Regions from separate parts of the Mus musculus genome. Here region 1 is linked to region 2. A link is a contact called in public promoter capture Hi-C data. All regions are on one chromosome and are shown on one strand. Each heading gives the region's core, a stretch centred on a gene start, on an enhancer-like site or on the middle of the called end of the contact. The rest is flanking DNA. Distances are from core to core; before and after follow the strand shown. Region 1 holds the start of 1700030A11Rik (RIKEN cDNA 1700030A11 gene). Region 2 overlaps Fkbp5 (FK506 binding protein 5).

The links. Promoter capture Hi-C pulls out the DNA fragments that hold promoters and counts their contacts.
Region 1: a promoter capture Hi-C map of liver shows a contact between it and region 2, with 2.2 times the contacts expected there. The contact joins the promoter of 1700030A11Rik here to the enhancer-like site in region 2. A contact is called at or near these places in 2 of 39 promoter capture datasets (liver and neutrophils) and 1 of 484 Hi-C or Micro-C datasets (bone marrow-derived macrophages).

What each region holds. Positions count from the first base shown.
Region 1 is chr17:28,902,182-28,906,609 of GRCm38.p6, forward strand. 1700030A11Rik (RIKEN cDNA 1700030A11 gene) reads left to right here and starts at 3,084. Exons shown (of 3, transcript NR_045457.1): 1 at 3,084-3,118; 2 at 3,522-3,606; 3 at 3,823-4,428. Bnip5 (BCL2 interacting protein 5) reads right to left here. Exons shown (of 12, transcript NM_172450.3): 4 at 3,510-3,574; 5 at 3,074-3,314; 6 at 2,335-2,469; 7 at 1,066-1,127; 8 at 592-841.
Region 2 is chr17:28,405,532-28,409,963 of GRCm38.p6, forward strand. It overlaps Fkbp5 (FK506 binding protein 5), which reads right to left. Exons shown (of 11, transcript NM_010220.4): 9 at 554-739. Among named protein-coding and RNA genes, the nearest start is that of Gm22146, 39 kb to the right of the region's middle. Within about 2 kb of position 2,905, at least 110 of the 459 cell types and tissues checked have an H3K27ac peak or open chromatin away from gene starts, as enhancers often do. A contact at or near this core is called in bone marrow-derived macrophages, liver and neutrophils, where this site is marked.

The DNA.
Region 1 (4,428 bases), core at 1,834-4,333, 500 kb after region 2:
CCTTCTCTGCCCTCTGCTTCCCCACAGGCCACAGTTTAAGAAGCACATGGACGTGCCCATGGCTCTCACCTAGCAAGATCACCTCCCCTTTAAATGGGCAAGCCTCGGCCCAGTCAGTCCAAACTTCGCCTGACTCTGTTGTCAAATGGGAATCAGAAGACAGAGTTAACTGAGATAGTACTGTCTAAACAGCAGGTACTGCACAAGAGCAGGGAAATCATTGCACAGCAATGGTCCTCACGTTCTACTGCAGTCACCTTGAAATCCTGGTGTGTCTCTATTAACGTTCCCTAGTGACATCTGACAACCAGAGATCTAGCAACACCTTTGGCTCTGGCTGTCCTAGAACCCGCTCTGTAGAACAGAGCTGCCCTCAAACTCACAGAGATCCACCTGCCTCTGCCTCCCAAGTGCTGGGATTAAAGGCGTGCGCCACCACTTCCTGGTGATGCCTTTGTTTTTAAGAAAGGGAACTCTGAGTTTTTTGGTAGGTGTCCTGCTGAAATTGACATCTTCACCTCTCCACTCTTCTCACAGCAGAAAGCAGAGGGCAAGGCTTGAAGTTACCATGGTAAGGCCAGGCCTGCTCACCTGGGCTGCTGGAGATGGAAGCTCTGTGGCCACTGACACACATGGGCAGGAAGCCGTGCTTCTTGGGTGGCCGGGCCTCTAGGCTGCCAGAGCCTGGAGTCCCTGAAGCCTCTGTTTTCTTAGAATCCTTGGAGCTGTGTTTCCTGAGAGAAAAGGCTCTCCGGAGGTTAGACTTCTTCACCTGGGACTTCACCTTGCCGGCTGGGGTCGGGTTTTCTCCGGCCTTCTCTGCCTCCTGCGCTTGAGCTTCCTATGGGGAGAAAGAGAGAAACTGAGTCAGGCCTCCCTGGCCTCAAGAAGGTCAAAGGTGAACTATGGCCTAGAAGGATCAGGAGGGGCAAAGGCCTTTGGTGCTAGGGAGTGTTGTCTGGGAAGGCCAGTCCGGAGCTTAGAATGCAGCAGAGAGGTGGGGGTCCCTGGAAGGAGGGGTGAGGGTCCCCAGAAGAGCAGGATCATCCCAGAGGGCATCCTCACCTGCTCTCCCCTCTCGTCCTCTGCACTCTGGAGCAGGACCAGGATCTTCCGCCTGAATTCTCCTACGAAAAGGACAGGGTTCCTTACAAAGGCCTCTGAGGTCGGGGCCAGGTCCACACACCCCAGCTTTTCTGTTGTCTCTCTTTTCTTTCCATGTGCATTCTGGAGTGCAAACTTTAAGGGCTGTGCTATCTCTCCAGCATCCTTTGCCTCCCCCGAAGCGGTTTAAAGCGTCTCCAGATGTTAGACAGTATTTTAGATCCAGGCTTGGTTCTGTCAACAATAAACTGATAACTGTGGGGACTGGAGAGATGGCTCAGCGGTTAAGAGTACCGACTGCTTTTCCAGAGGTCCTGAGTTCAATTCCCAGAAACCACATGGTGCCTCACAGCCATCTATAATGGGATCTGATGCCCTCTTCTGGTATGTCTGAAGACAGCTACAGTGTAGTGATATAAAATAAATAAGTAAATCTTAAAAAAAAAAAAAAAACAACTGATGGGGCTGCAGAGATGGCTCAGAGGTTAGGAGCACTGACTGCTCTTCCAGAGGTCTTGAGTTCAATTCCCAGCAACCACATGGTGGCTCACAACCATCTCTAATGGGATCTGATGCCCTCTTCTGGTGTGACTGAGAAACGTGACAGTATACTCACATACATAAAATAAGTAAATAAATAAATCTTTAAAAAAAAAAAAAAACCCGGGCAGTGGTGGCGCAAGCCTTTAATCCCAGCACTTGGGAGGCAGAGGCAGGCAGATTTCTGAGTTCGAGGCCAACCTGGTCTACAGAGTGAGTTCCAGGACAGCCAGGACTATGCAGAGAAATCCTGTCTCGAACAAAAACAAATAATAATAATAATAAAACCGATAACTGTATGGAAACCTCCCTTCTGTGTTCTCAGCCCCTTCCTGGCACCACGGCAGCTCTCAGCCGCCCACCTAACGGCAATAACCACGCTCGGTAGCAACACAACCTGTTGGCTGACAGGCCGACCCTGCTATACCTTACAGGCAGTCATTCAATTAGAACTTCCAGCAAATCTCAAGGTCCAGCCTTGCAAAATGGGGAAACTGAGGCTAACGGGTGAAATGTGCTGTCTCCACAGCCCGAGGCCTCCCACAGAGAGACTGAAATAGGCCTTGGCCTCCCTCGCTCTGCCTCAACTTGCCCTTTCCAAATGGCAGAGTCTAGACAGATGGGCTATTTGCTGGAGGTGGGGGGGTAGGGGTGGCGGAGGGGGGTGTTTCTGAGGGGCAAGGGACTAACTGGATTCGGAGGCTCTGTCCAGCAGTGGCTTCTCCTCGGGTCCCTGAAATATGGCAGCTGGTGTGTGGAGCTCAGAGGGATGGGAGCCTCCACCATCTACAGACGGGACCTCTTGGAACTCAGGCGCCTCCAAGTCTGGGAAGCAGAAAGTCACAGTCAGTGTGTGTGTCAGCCACGCCCAGCAACCTGAGCCTGGGCAGGTGCCAGTGTACGCCACCCGTGGGCTCTGCAAGGCTTGCAAGGCTATGCCGGGTCTGGGGCTCTGTTTGCGGACCCCGACCATGCTCTCTGCATGAAAAGAACTGTCTTTCCTTGGCTTCTCTTTTTCTTTCCATGGGGTTTCCTTACCTAGCCGCTGTTTTCGGTTGGTCCACTAGGGGGCAGAAGGTGCCTGGCTCCGTGCCACGAATGAAGAAGAGCCATGGCCTAAACCGCCTTGCATGAAAATCTCTCCTCTTATGACCCCAAATCCACGCTCTCCTGACAACGGTGTCATACAAGTCTAGCCCCCATCCACCCTAACGCCCACGAAGAGCCAACGAGACCAGCCCTTCTCCCTCCGGCTCTGGCTCTGAGGGATCCCACTTGTACCCAAGTGAGACCATGTGGAGGGGAAAAGCTTTGATCTCTTCTCCATCTCCATCCTCCCTACACTGCTCAAGGCATAGTGTGGGCATCAGAAAGATTCCAGAGCAGGAGGCAGCTGCAGTTGCTATGGCAACTGCTAGAGCCTGCTTACCAAGGCTGCTGGAGGTGGAAGCTCGCTGGCTACTAACACACAGGGGTAGGAAGCTGGGCCTCTTGGGCCGGGTTTCTGGGCCCAGGGTAGTGGCTGTGCCGACTCTCTTGGGTTCCTCAGAGGCAGGCTTCTTGAGGGATAAGACTCTCTTCAGGCTGGACTTCTTCTCCTGGGATTTCTTCCTGGGGAGTGGCGTTGGCTTTCGTGGAGGAACCGCTTCTGGCTGAGGGATTTGCACTTGCTGTGGGGAGGAGAAAGAAACTGGGTTAGATCCCTGGCCTTGAGGAGAGGCGAAAGGCAACCCCAGACAGGGCCGACCCAGAGCGGGAGGTGGCTTCTGGAATTAGGGAGTGGGGCTAACTGGACGGGGAGGCGGGGCACGAACCGGGAGCTGCAGCAGCTCTGCAGGCGCTCTCTGATGCCTGCGCCTCCTCACCTCTTCTTCCAGTTGGTCTCCAGCTTTCTTGAGCAATTCCACAATCTGCCAGATGACATCATCCTCTGCAAGAGAGCATGGGTCCCACCACTCCTAGGTATGCAGACAGTATCCAGATCTGGACTCCCAGGGAGAACGAAACCAGCCTGGATCCCTCAGGATTGAGGTTCCCCAATACCCAAAGACCCTCCCATCCCCCCCCAATACCCAAAGACCCTCTCATCCCCCACCATCCTGACTGAATATGGGAAAGTATTTTTGAGGCAAAGTATGACTTTTTAAATGTGTTAATTTTTTATAATTCAATTATTAGGGAGAAGAGAAACACATGTGGCGATCAGAGGATATCTCTCGGAAGCCAGTTCTCTCCTTTTATTATATGGGTCCCAGGAATCAAACTCACATCATCGGGGCTTGCTGGAACATGCCTTTACCCTCTGAGCCATCTCACAGCCCAAAGCATGATGTTTTATGCAGGGATTTAAGGCCCGATGTCCACCTGCCCTGTCAACTGAGCTTTCTAGATCTGGGAACTTTGAATTGGTAGTGGCTAAATCACTTTCCCCTCCGGATCTTTACAGCTTTCCCTGCGAAATATGGGTCACAATCTCTCATGGGCTGTCAGGACATCAAACAAAGGAGCAGGAGTTAGAAACATTTCCCAAGGCTGATTCCAAGTCTTCCAGCCCCACATAATAACAGGTCCCTATCCTAAGGCACAGAGAGGACATCAGCTGGCGCTCCACAGGTCACACTGGACCTGCCCCATGGCTGCTTCCACTACTCCTCACACCAGAACATTTCCTTGGGTGGCTTGTTTTGCCTTACACAAGGGTGATGTGCCCACTCCACTAGCTGCACCCCAAAGGTCTGTTTGCATGAAATGTCAAACTAACAAGCGACTCTGCCCCCGGCTTCC
Region 2 (4,432 bases), core at 1,655-4,154:
CTCATGTAGCCCAGGCCAGCCTTGAACTCTCAATTCTTCTGTTTTGCCTCTCAAATGCTGAGACCATAGGCATTAACCATGGTGGTAAATGCTCTGAATAAGAATGTCTCCCCCCCCCCCCAGGCTTATATATTTGAATACATCATCACCAGGGAATGGAATTGTTTCAAAGGATTAGAAGGATTAGAAATTAGGAAGTGTGGCTTGTTGGAGGAAGTGTGTCACTGGGGGTAGGCTGTATGGCTCAGTGGTAAAGTGTTTGCCTAGCATGCACAGTGCCCTGGGTTCAATCCCCAGCCTTGCAAACAAAACAATAAAGAGGGAACCTCAAGGCTCTTTGTCTCCTCTCCCACAAAGGACCAGGGTAAGGAAGACCACAGATGAAGACTCTTATCAATTCTGTTAATGGCTTTATGTAAAATGCAGGATAAAAGTAGTGCACAAAAAGCCCCATCCTTTATGGCGTCCCAGCTCATGCTGACCATAGAGGAACAGCCTGAAGGGGGCAGAGGTGCCACACAGATAAACGGAGAGTGAAGTACGGCTCACCCACCTTGTCGCAGCACTCCACGGCTTTGTTGTACTCTCGGAGCTTCAGGTAGCACATGGCCAGGTTCAGGAAGGCTGCGAGGAGGAACGACTCTGAGGCTTTGGACTCCTTCTCTGACAGGCCGTATTCCATCTCCAGCCAGGACACTATCTTCCTGTACTGAATCACGGCCTGCGTGTACTTGCCTCCCTAGGAGAAAAAAGCCCCCAACAACTTGTATCCATCTGGAAAGGATGCAGTGAAGTGTGAGCGTGGCCTGCCCTAGCCGAGTGCTCACACGGAATAGTTCTGCATGTCAGCCCCACTCTATCTCCTGTCCCTCCCTAGTTCTGCGGAAGCTCTGCTGGCCTGTGAGGTGGCCTGGACCAGGGTAATGCCACCGCATGGCTGCTTCAGTGTTCTTTCAGCCTGGCAGCAGGAGGTTACACTGTTTGGAACCAACATTCCTCAGTCTTTCAAAAGGATGGTGAGCCATTTGGCTTATGGAAGAGGAGGTGACTTTCCTCTTTTCTCTTGGCATTCAGCACTGATAGTAAATACTGCAATATGGTAACTGGCAGTCCCCACACAGCAGGCCTGTCTAAAGCAGATTGTGCAAACGCTCGGCTCTCAGTAGCAGTGAAAGCAGAGGCAGCACGGCAGAGCTGCAGTGCCGGGGCTCTACCCCGGCACCATGTGATTGTTAAGAGTGGGTGGGCCAGAATGCCCTGTGCTGACCACGGCCATTGATAGCACACAGTGTACATAACCCTAAAGAGCAAGCTTACCGTGTGAGAGACTGTCCTGCTCTTGTCTGGTCTAGCAGCCTCCTCCGCCGTACCAAGGCCTCATGCATACTAAGCAAGCACCATCCCTGCTCTATTTCTAGGCTGATGTTTTTATTTCACACAGAAAAGGCCTTGCTAAATTGACAAGTCTAGTGCCAAACTCAGTCTTCCTGCCTCAGCTCCCAGGCAGTGCTTCTCAGCCTTCCTAACGCTATGACCCCCTTTCTCATAACCATAAAACTCCCAACCATGAAACGTTTTCTGTTGCTACTTCATAACTGTAATTTTGCTACTGTTATGAATCAGAACGTAGACACCTGATATCTGATATGTGACCCCTGTGAGGCGCTGTTTCAGAGTAACCAGACTCTAGATATGGTCCTGCTTACTACTGAGTTCTGAGAGTTGTAAACACTGAATGTTGTACATAGCACATGCCCTAAACAACAAACTGTGGGGTGGAGACAGCGTGCTGACTACTGTAGGTACAGCTGCACCACGGAATGGCAGCTTGTAACAACACGAGTAAACCTGGAATATAGGTGACAGTTCTTTTCTGCACAGTAATTACAAGCTTGAATACAGAGGACCCTTCCTGTACGACTGTACAAGGGATGGCAGACCTGACTGCACTCGGGAGAGGGAGCCATGACGATGTAGAGCTCTTCCTACAACACTCCAGCTCTCAAGCACAATCAGCCAGCCGCGGCCACACTTCCTTCCCAAGGAGCACTAGGGGGCGCAAGATGCCCGCACACAGCAGAGCGTCCTTAGCCTTCCTTTGTGCAGTGACAGTGCTACAGTGCCTGACAGTAACTTTCAGAACCGGATGAGGACAGTGCTTTCTGTGTCTCTGCATGAGTGTTCAGAGGTTGAAAGGAAGTTTCAACATCAGTCTAAATACCACATTCAGTCCCTCTCTGCCCACAGCTGAAACTGGCCTGGCAGGTGAATAGATCATGCAGATATTAAGGGACATAGAACTGTAGTCCAGCCCATCCCTACAGTCACCCACACTCTGCACATGGCACACATCACGTCAGATACTCTGGGAAGATGACGCTGGCCAGAGCAGCACAGCCAAAAGAAAGGCTCCTTAAACTTTGAAGGGAGAAGGGACAAGCAGACAGAAGGCAGTCCTCCAGCCTCTGAAGCAGACAGCCTGACTGGGGGGGTGGGGGGGTGGGGCGGCGGTGGGCGGTGCCTTGCTCCTCACCTAGAATGAGGAAGGAGCCTCCAGGAAGTGCTTGGTGAGACAAAATGTTCAGAGACATTCTGGGGTAAGTCTTAGGTCAGTGATTTTGAACCTTTCATTAATTTTTTTCCCCCCAACAGACTGATGTTTTGAAAGATCCTGTCTATCAGATTACATGTTAAAAATAATGTGTTCCGTATGTGTGACTAGTGATCCAGATTTTATCCAGATTGGTCATTTTAGGAAGATTTGAAACATGTTGAAATATACTTATCACCCCTGAAAGGCTCCCTGCAACACAGGTGATTGGCCTCAATGACATGGAAGGGACAGCTCCATTTCCAGATCCCTGCTCAGGGCTCCTATCGCCATCTGCTTGGCTGCCCATGAGTCATACGTTAGTTTATAACTTTGTTACAAATACACACTGTCTCTGCCAGTGTTTCTTTTGAGGTGACTATGGCCCCATAGTTCTGCAGTTGTCCCACATGGTGTTCTTGTTCCAACCCCCTAATGTAAGTCAGTAGTAGATGTGACAGCATTTCTCAGTACAGAGGCTCATGAAGAGTAGCCTCAGGTCTCTGCTTTATAGTGCTATAAAAAACAAAACAAAACAAAACAAAACAAAACCCAGGGGCTGGTGAGATGGCTCAGTGGATTAGAGCACCCGACTGCTCTTCCGAAGGTCCAGAGTTCAAAAGGTCTGAAGTTCAAATCCCAGCAACCACATGGTGGCTCACAACCATCCGTAATGAGATCTGACTCCCTCTTCTGGAGTGTCTGAAGATAGCTACAGTGTACTTACATATAAATAAAATCTTAAAAAAAAAAAAAAACCCAAACAACAAACAAAAACCCCAATAATTGTGTTTAAAGACTGCTGGTAAAAGAAAGAAAAAGCAAAGAAAACTTGGGTTCCCTCCAAGTCCTTTTTTTTTTTTTTTTGAGGCAGGGCTTCACTGTGTTGCCCTAGTTGTTTGGAATTTGCTCTGTAGGCCAGGCTAGCCTCAAACTCACATACATACACTTGCCTCCAGAGCCCTGTGCTTAAAGGTGTGCCAACAAAGCTGGCTTCTGGCTTGGGTCTCCACACTACAAGGCAGAGACAGGAGTCAGCCACTTGCACAGCATCACTTGGCCCAGCAGAAGACTGCCCGCTCTGAACACTCATCGAGAAGCCCTTCACTTGATGTGGAGACAGCAGGAATTTGGAAGTGGGCTGGCAAGCAATGGGCACAGCACTCCGAAATTTCACTTAATGAGTGTGGGTGTCAGCCCTGGGGGATAAAGCACTGGTTCCTGGGTCCTGAGGAGACAGGGCTCTGGAGAGGCAGTAATTCCCTGGGGCAGCTGTAAGTGACATCTTATCACTGTGGCCACAAGGCTCAGTGTTTTCTCCTCATCAGGTTCTTGGGAGGGCCGAGCCTGGTCATCCATGCCGGTCTGCAGGGCCTTTTTGGTACCCAGCCAGTATCATTTTTTTTTTTTTTTTAGATTTATTTATTATTATATGTAAGTACACTGTAGCTGACTTCAGACGCACCAGAAGAGGGCATCAGATCTCATTATGGGTGGTTGTGAACCACCATGTAGTTGCTGGGATTTGAACTCAGGACCTCTGGAAGAGCAGTCAGTGCTCTTACCCGATGAACCATCTCGCCAGCCCCTCAGCCAGTATCATTAATGGCATCTTTATCTTGTTGCTCAGTTAATAGTGGTACTGATAAGTAATGATATATTTCTTGATAAAACCTTAAATATTAAACATTTATTTTGAGGATATTTGCTGTGAAAGCTGCTGTTTTAATTTAAAGAGCGAAAATGTTTTAAAACATTTTTAAGATTTGTTTTTATTTTTTATTTACTTATTTTATTTATGAGTACTCTGCACATGCGCACGTGCATGTCAGAAGAGAGCAT